2 separate regions of the Rattus norvegicus genome follow, and region 1 is linked to region 2. The links are chromatin contacts, called in public Hi-C maps. All regions are on one chromosome and are shown on one strand. Each heading gives the region's core, a stretch centred on a gene start, on an enhancer-like site or on the middle of the called end of the contact. The rest is flanking DNA. Distances are from core to core; before and after follow the strand shown.

What was found. A called contact is a pair of places that touch in the nucleus more often than the background predicts.
Region 1: a Hi-C map of Schwann cells shows a contact between it and region 2, with 2.0 times the contacts expected there. The contact joins the promoter of Sstr2 here to the enhancer-like site in region 2. A contact is called at or near these places in 2 of 12 Hi-C or Micro-C datasets (Schwann cells and frontal cortex).

What each region holds. Positions count from the first base shown.
Region 1 is chr10:99,161,851-99,165,358 of GRCr8, reverse strand. Sstr2 (somatostatin receptor 2) reads right to left here and starts at 2,006. Exons shown (of 2, transcript NM_019348.2): 1 at 1,728-2,006. It also overlaps a transcript of Slc39a11 not described here.
Region 2 is chr10:98,977,031-98,980,077 of GRCr8, reverse strand. The region is part of intron 5 of Slc39a11 (solute carrier family 39, member 11); the gene reads left to right. Among named protein-coding and RNA genes, the nearest start is that of Trnaa-ugc10, 11 kb to the left of the region's middle. Within about 2 kb of position 1,412, at least 17 of the 93 cell types and tissues checked have an H3K27ac peak or open chromatin away from gene starts, as enhancers often do. A contact at or near this core is called in Schwann cells, where this site is marked.

The DNA of each region.
Region 1 (3,508 bases), core at 757-3,256, 180 kb before region 2:
TCTGCTTACAGTGGGGCCTCACAGTAACCATTAGCTTGTGCCATCTATGGACCGTGAGAGGGTGCTTCAGTGTCTGACTAGCACTGAAGACCCCTAGGCCTTGGAATCCCTGCTGGAGCCAAAAGGAGGAGGAGCGGGGGAGGGGGAGGAGGAGGAAGAAGAGGAAGGGAAAGAAGAATCAGAGGTGGTAAAAGGCCCGATGGAGCTCTTCAGCCCTAACTGTGCCCTTTGTGCAGAACCAGAATGAATGGCAAGGGGTGGGGGGGGTGTCACTTTTCTTTGAAATTGGCTGACACACACTTTGGGGAGAGAAGTCTTGGAAGGTGGATGGGGGTTACATGCTGGGAACCCCATGTCCAAGGAAGACATGAGCTTAGAACCCAGGAGTCCTATATAACAAGCCCAAGATCCCCAAGTGGCTTCTTTTCCTTTTCTGATTGTCTCACCGAAAGTGAATTCCAAATGCCACCAGTCGATACTTGTTGAATTGTGGTTAAATGAAATGTACCGGGAAGTCGGAGTCTCTGCTTTGTCTTTTTCCGGTATCATAGCTGTAAAATACTGGCCTGTGGCTTGGTGGGTGCTTTCCCCTGAGAGAGTCCTGGCTCTGATGGAAAGAAGGATTTCCACTCAGGAATCCCCTCTCCCATTCCCACAGAGTGTTCCAGAACCAGAGGAGTGAGAGGTGGCTTACGTGAGATCCTTCCCGGTTTTAGTTTCTTTCCAACATCTTTCTGTTGTGAGCCCTCAAGACCTCCCCACCCCCAAGCCTGCCAGACGCTTACACACACACACACACACACACACACACACACACACACACACACACACCCCTCCAAGAATCTGAGGTTGGAACTTCAGTTGGTTTTAGCTTAGACAGTAGCAGCGTCCACCATGGCGCTAGAGTGCCCCTCACCATGGGGGTGATGGTGGCTAAGTGAGCCTCAGAAAGACAGAGTTAGTGTGGGGAAAATATTTGGGGCCATAACTCGCTGACCCTGGGAACAAAGTGTTCCCTAATGGATCCCCACCGTTTCTAGAAAGACTAAGGGAGAGTGGACTGAGGTGCTTGTACGTCCAGCTTCGAAACGCAGAGGGGACTGAGGTGCCGGGGACGGGCAGTCGCCCGAGGACCTGACCATTCAGTAGTTGGTTCTCTCCAATCTAGACAGAGTCTCTGCCTGAGGGCGGCGGGTGTGTGTGGGGGTTGGGGGGTACCTGACCGCATACGAATCTGGGCCGCCTCCCCATCGGGCGTTAAAAAGCCAGGAAGAATCTACTTTCCGGTGACGTTCCCATCACCCGTCCCTCCCTAACTTAGGTCTCAGGGTGTGGACCCTGTAGTGGCACTTGGCATGCCCCTTCTCCTTTAGCTGATCTCATTTTCCTTGGACCAGGGCTGTTTCGCAGGTGGCTGGGAAACAAGTTGTCCCCATCACAGCTACCACCTGGACACTCGGGCTCGCAGGGCACACGCCATCGTTCTTGGGCAAATCCGTCCCGGAACACACTACCTTTCCACCCCAGACACCAGGGTACGCCTCTTTCACCCACCTGTCACCTCCAAAGGCACAAAAGCAGAGAATTTGCACGCCGGGACTAACTAATATGCAGGTCGCCGGAATCGGCGGTCTATCCCCGGTGCAGATGCATGTAGGTGCCCAAAGTGTGTTGTCCCTCCCTGCATCTCTCTGTGACACGCACATATGCACACACGCACCCCTCACCTTGCTTTTCCACGAGCACTCGCTTCTCTGTGTTCTCTAGCTCCCAGAAGCTGTCCTTTACCCAGCCGGGCGCCCGGGAGCGCAGCAGGTTTAGGGGGTGTTTGGCGCTCCGCAGTAGCTCTCGGGCTCGCAGCTTCCCAGTCTGGCTCGTGCTGGCCCTCCTGGCGTCTGAGAGAGCTTGCGTGGGCCCCGGTAGAGCTACCCTGGCCTGTAGATCATCGACGCCCAGCGGCGGACTGGTGCTCCAGGGGCCGGTGGCCTCGCCAGCGTGCCGGTGGCTGCGCCGCTAGCATTGGCCGGGGCGGGTGGCAGCCCCCGGGCACACTTCCCCACGCCCCCACCCGTGACGTCACGGCAGCTTGGCTCCGCCTGCCGAGTCCTGTAGGACCTGGTGAGGAGAGTGGAGAAATCCGCGGGTGGCCGAGGGCGCCCAGTGAGGATAAGTCAGCGGATCTGGATGCTGGTGGATGGTGAAGCGATGTCAGTGTCCCCACGACTCCTCCCGATGAGGACGTGCTGGCTTTGTCTCCGATTTCAGAGACTTGGTCCGGTTTTACCCAACAAATTGCAGGCAGCTGGTGTGGCGACTGGGGTGACCTAGACTAGCTCCGGGACCTTTAAGGCACGTTCTCAAGTTTGCAAAGCCGTGCCTACCACGGACCAGTCCCGGGAACAGGGCACAGGTTGCAGAGCCAGGCTAAGGGCAGAGAAAAAGAGGGGTGAAAACGGCAGGCGAGTCTCCATGCAGGCGCCTGCAGGTGTGGGTGTCGCACCTGGCTTCAGTTCCCGCAGCCAGCGGGCTCCGCGGGCTCCACGGGTCTCCCAACTGGAGGCCCCGGGGCCATGCAGTCTCTCCTTGCTTTAATTTAGTCTGTCAGTCACTGCTTGCTGGTCTGACCCAGCCCCAGCCCAACCGTTCCGCCTACGCGCGCTGGGGCGCTCTGCGGGAGCAAAGAGGGACTTGTAAGAAGTGGGAGATGTGTCGCATCGAGTTACAGCTATTTATTTTTTGACTGTGATGATTCAGTCGGTGTTCCAATACTTTAATAAGTCATAATCAATCCTGTAGCCTCCCTTCCCTCACCTCTCACCCTATTGCGCGTGCACGCGCGCGCGCGCACAGAGAGAGAGAGACAGAGACAGAGAGACAGAGAGACAGAGAGACAGAGAGACAGAGAGACGGAGAGACGGAGAGAGACAGAGAGTGCACCTGGGTGGTTTCTAGAACAAGAAAAATCAGGAAGCAAACTCGGATTAGCTTTCTCTGTGGGCCCCCCGATGCGACCACCCTGTTTATGACTGCTTGTGTGTTCATCTGGGAAAAGCATAAATCCAGAAGTTGTGTGTGTGTGTGTGTGTGTGTGTGTGTGTGTGTGTGTGTTTTGACGGGGAAAGAGAGCCAGAAGGTAAAAGCAGCCTAGAATTGCTTGTAAGTCAGGGTGTCGCTCATGGACGTTTACTGCACCATCTCTGTGAGATGTCCACGTGGACTCTGTGGGCTTGATGGAGGTTGCGGTAGGTGTTGTCAGGTCCTAGCATCTGCAGTTGGGCAGGGTTGAGGGGACAAATAGTGCAGCTCTCAGGATGAGGGGAGTGGCCCTGAGGGACAGAAGGGGACCTGGAATGAGCTCAGGCCTCCTCCTACCTCTGAGACACAGTTGTCACAATCCGTATTACCCTCTCCAGTTTAAAACCAATGGCCCTCTTGAAAAGCCAGGAAGCGTCCATTCTGAGTTCAGGTCTCCTCAGGTATCATGTGACCTTGTAAGAGTTCTTCAATG
Region 2 (3,047 bases), core at 163-2,662:
TAGACCAAAGCAATGATACTACCAAAGACAAGTTCAAGGAACCAGTGAGTTTATCGGGTCTCCTTGCAGGGGTGAGTGAGAGCTTAGTTACAGGGACAGGATGACTCAAAGGCAGCAGCAACCCTGAGCACACCCCTGGCACACAGTATAGGGGATGCCTCTTGAAAGCTCGAGCTCTGGTGTTTACTGGAGGACTTTAGGTAGCTTGACAGGTCAGAGAGTCTCTTCCAGGCAGCTCAACTGGTCTGTGTTTTTCCCAGCAGCTCTGCTGGTAGCTGTTCTTCCCAGCAAGCCTTACTGCCTGTATAACCTTGAGGAAGGAGGAGCTTTGTGCATTTCATCAGTTTTAGGTACTTCCTGAGACTTGGAGTCACTCATTTCCCAAGTCTTTTTTTTTTCCCATGTAGAAAGGTTTGATGAGAGAAGAAGAGTAGAAGAAGAGAGGAAAGGCCGGTCATGGGCACATGGGGGGGAAGGGGGAGATGGGGAGAGAAGCACAGGGAAGAGCAGAGCAGAGAAGAACAAAGAGAGAGCAAGAGAAGAGTAAGACCATCATTTCCCAAGTCTTAAGGAGTCTCTCTCCAGGATGGAATATTTTAAGTTAGTGGAAGTTACCATATAATACCAAGCAGATACACAGTGTCTTCTCAGGTTACTGAGGGCAGAGTAGGAAGCCCTGGACAATACAGAAATGATCTTAACTACACAGATGATTTTTTCTCCACTTCCTTTACTTTCTCCAAGTTCTCATGCCCCTCTTTAATTTGCAGATGTTCTGAAAAACATGTCAATTTCATCTCAGTGTTAAGAAATAGCCTGTGTGTGTGTATGTGTGTCTCTGTCTGTTTCTCTCTGTCTCTGTCTCTCTGTGCGCGTGCGTGTGTGCATGCGTGTGTGTGTGTGTGTGTGTGTGTATGTGCGCGCGCGCGTGCGCGTGTGTGTGAGTGTTTGCGCTTGTGCATGTGTACGATGTAGAGTGTTCCCTTTCTTGACTGACAAACTGTCTGCTAGAGGTATGCCAACTCCGACTGGGCATGCTTGGTAAATCACTCTCATGGCCTCACCAGAGTTGAGGTGTGGAAGCTACAGGGTCCCTCCTGGTACAAGTCACACCTGGTAAACAGAAACTAAGATACTCCTGAATCCAGGAAGACAGCTTCAGTGGCCACAGGAAGTCTACCCTTTGAACTTGACCTTTGGCCCATGTCTGATCATTAGATTTTTGCCAAGATGCTTTAGAAGGGAAGTGGGTGAGAAGGTTTCTTGTAAAGGGGAGAGGTGGGACATAGACCTGGTGGCCTTAGGACAGTGATGTCCTGGTGAAGTGGCAGCCACGTTCAGCTGCTTTGTGTGACCCATGTGGCCATCTCTAGTTTAGAAAGCCTAGAAAAGAGGAACAGAAAAGGAATGGAAATTTCTGTGCACAGTGGAATTCTGGGACCAGCCTTCAGGGTTCCCAGAAACATGGGCAGGATGGACTTTGTAAGACAGCAGGGACCTGCCTTCAAGAAAAGGGTCAGGGACAAGGGTTATGTATGTGTTTAAGGGGAACAATTGTGATGGGATCATTTTTCCCGTCCTGTCATAAAGCTTTGAGATTTCTTTTTTGTTCGCCTGTGTTTGGCCATGTATGTTTCTGTGTGCATACACATACAAAGGGCACGCTTGTCTGTATGCATCCATGTTCCACCCCTGTGAATATGGCTGACAGTATGTCATATCTCAGAGATCACAAAAATGGTGTAGATTAATGGGCCACTCAGAGGCAGTTAACTCCAGAGCTGGCTCACTGACTGAGCAGAAATTCCCATTGTTGTGAAGACAAGCTGCTCCCACTTGATCCCCTCTTAAGAAACAAAAGCCTCCTTTGTGTGCGCCTGCGCTCCTAGGCAAGGGCAGACAAGGGACGTGTGTGTCGCAGCAGACAGCCCTCGACAAGGACAGATGGTGGTGTGGGTGTGAGTGGCTGGCTCCCGTCTACACAAAGGGAAAAGGGCGGGTTTTTGAAAAATGTCTATTTAGCAGACTTTTTATTTTCCCTGGATCCGGGGACATTTTAGTTAAAGGTGTGAATCCAGGAGCTGTGGGGTGTGAGCTGCTCCAGGCTGACAGTGCGTGGGACCATCTGGGCTGCGTGGCGTGTGGTTACTGTCAGCCTGGCTGGGCTCTGCCCACTGCTAGGATTAACAAGGTGCCAGCACGTGAGTGTAACACATAGAAGGTGGTAGAGGGAGGCCGGCAGGAGTGAGCTGAGGTGGAGGGCCTCATGTGCACCCGTGGGACTTTTAACTCACGGGAAAGTCCGAGTGGGCCCATGCAGAGGCCTGTGCTATGCAAAGGGGAAGGTGGAGCTTAGATGTCTTAAGAGAATTGGGCACACCATAGCAGGTAGGGCCAGAGGGAACCAGCAGGGGGCAGAAGTCAAAACTGAGAGGAAAATGGAGGTCAGAGCGTGGGCTCCTCTGGGGAAGGAGGTTCCAGTGGAGCTGGAGAGATGGCTCAGCACTCACGTTCAGGAGCTCTTCAGAGCACCCACATCAGGTGCCTCACAGGTGCCTGTGATCCCAACTGCAGGGCATGTACCCCTCTACTCTGGCTTTGCAGGCACCTGCACACATGGGCACATAAACCACACATGCACATACACAATTAAATATTAGAACTGCACTTACAGACGGGAGCGTAGCATGGCTCTCTGAGAGGCCCTCCCAGCAGCTGACTGAGACAGATGCAGATACTTACAGCCAACCTTAGCTTCAAGTCAGGGACTCCTACAGAGGAATTATGGGAAGGACTGAAGGAGCTGAAGGGGAGGGAGACCAACAGTCTCAACTTACCCATACCCCTGGGAGTCCAGAGACTAAGCCACCAACCAAAGAGCATACACTGGCTGGTCTGAAGCCCGTGACACATAGATAGCAGAGGACTGCCTTACCAAGTCTCAGTGGGAAAGCATGTGCCTAATCCTATAGAGACTTGAGGCCACAGAGAAGGGGGAAAAGCAGGGGAGCACCCTCTCAGAGGCAAGGGGGAGGGGGAATGAGATG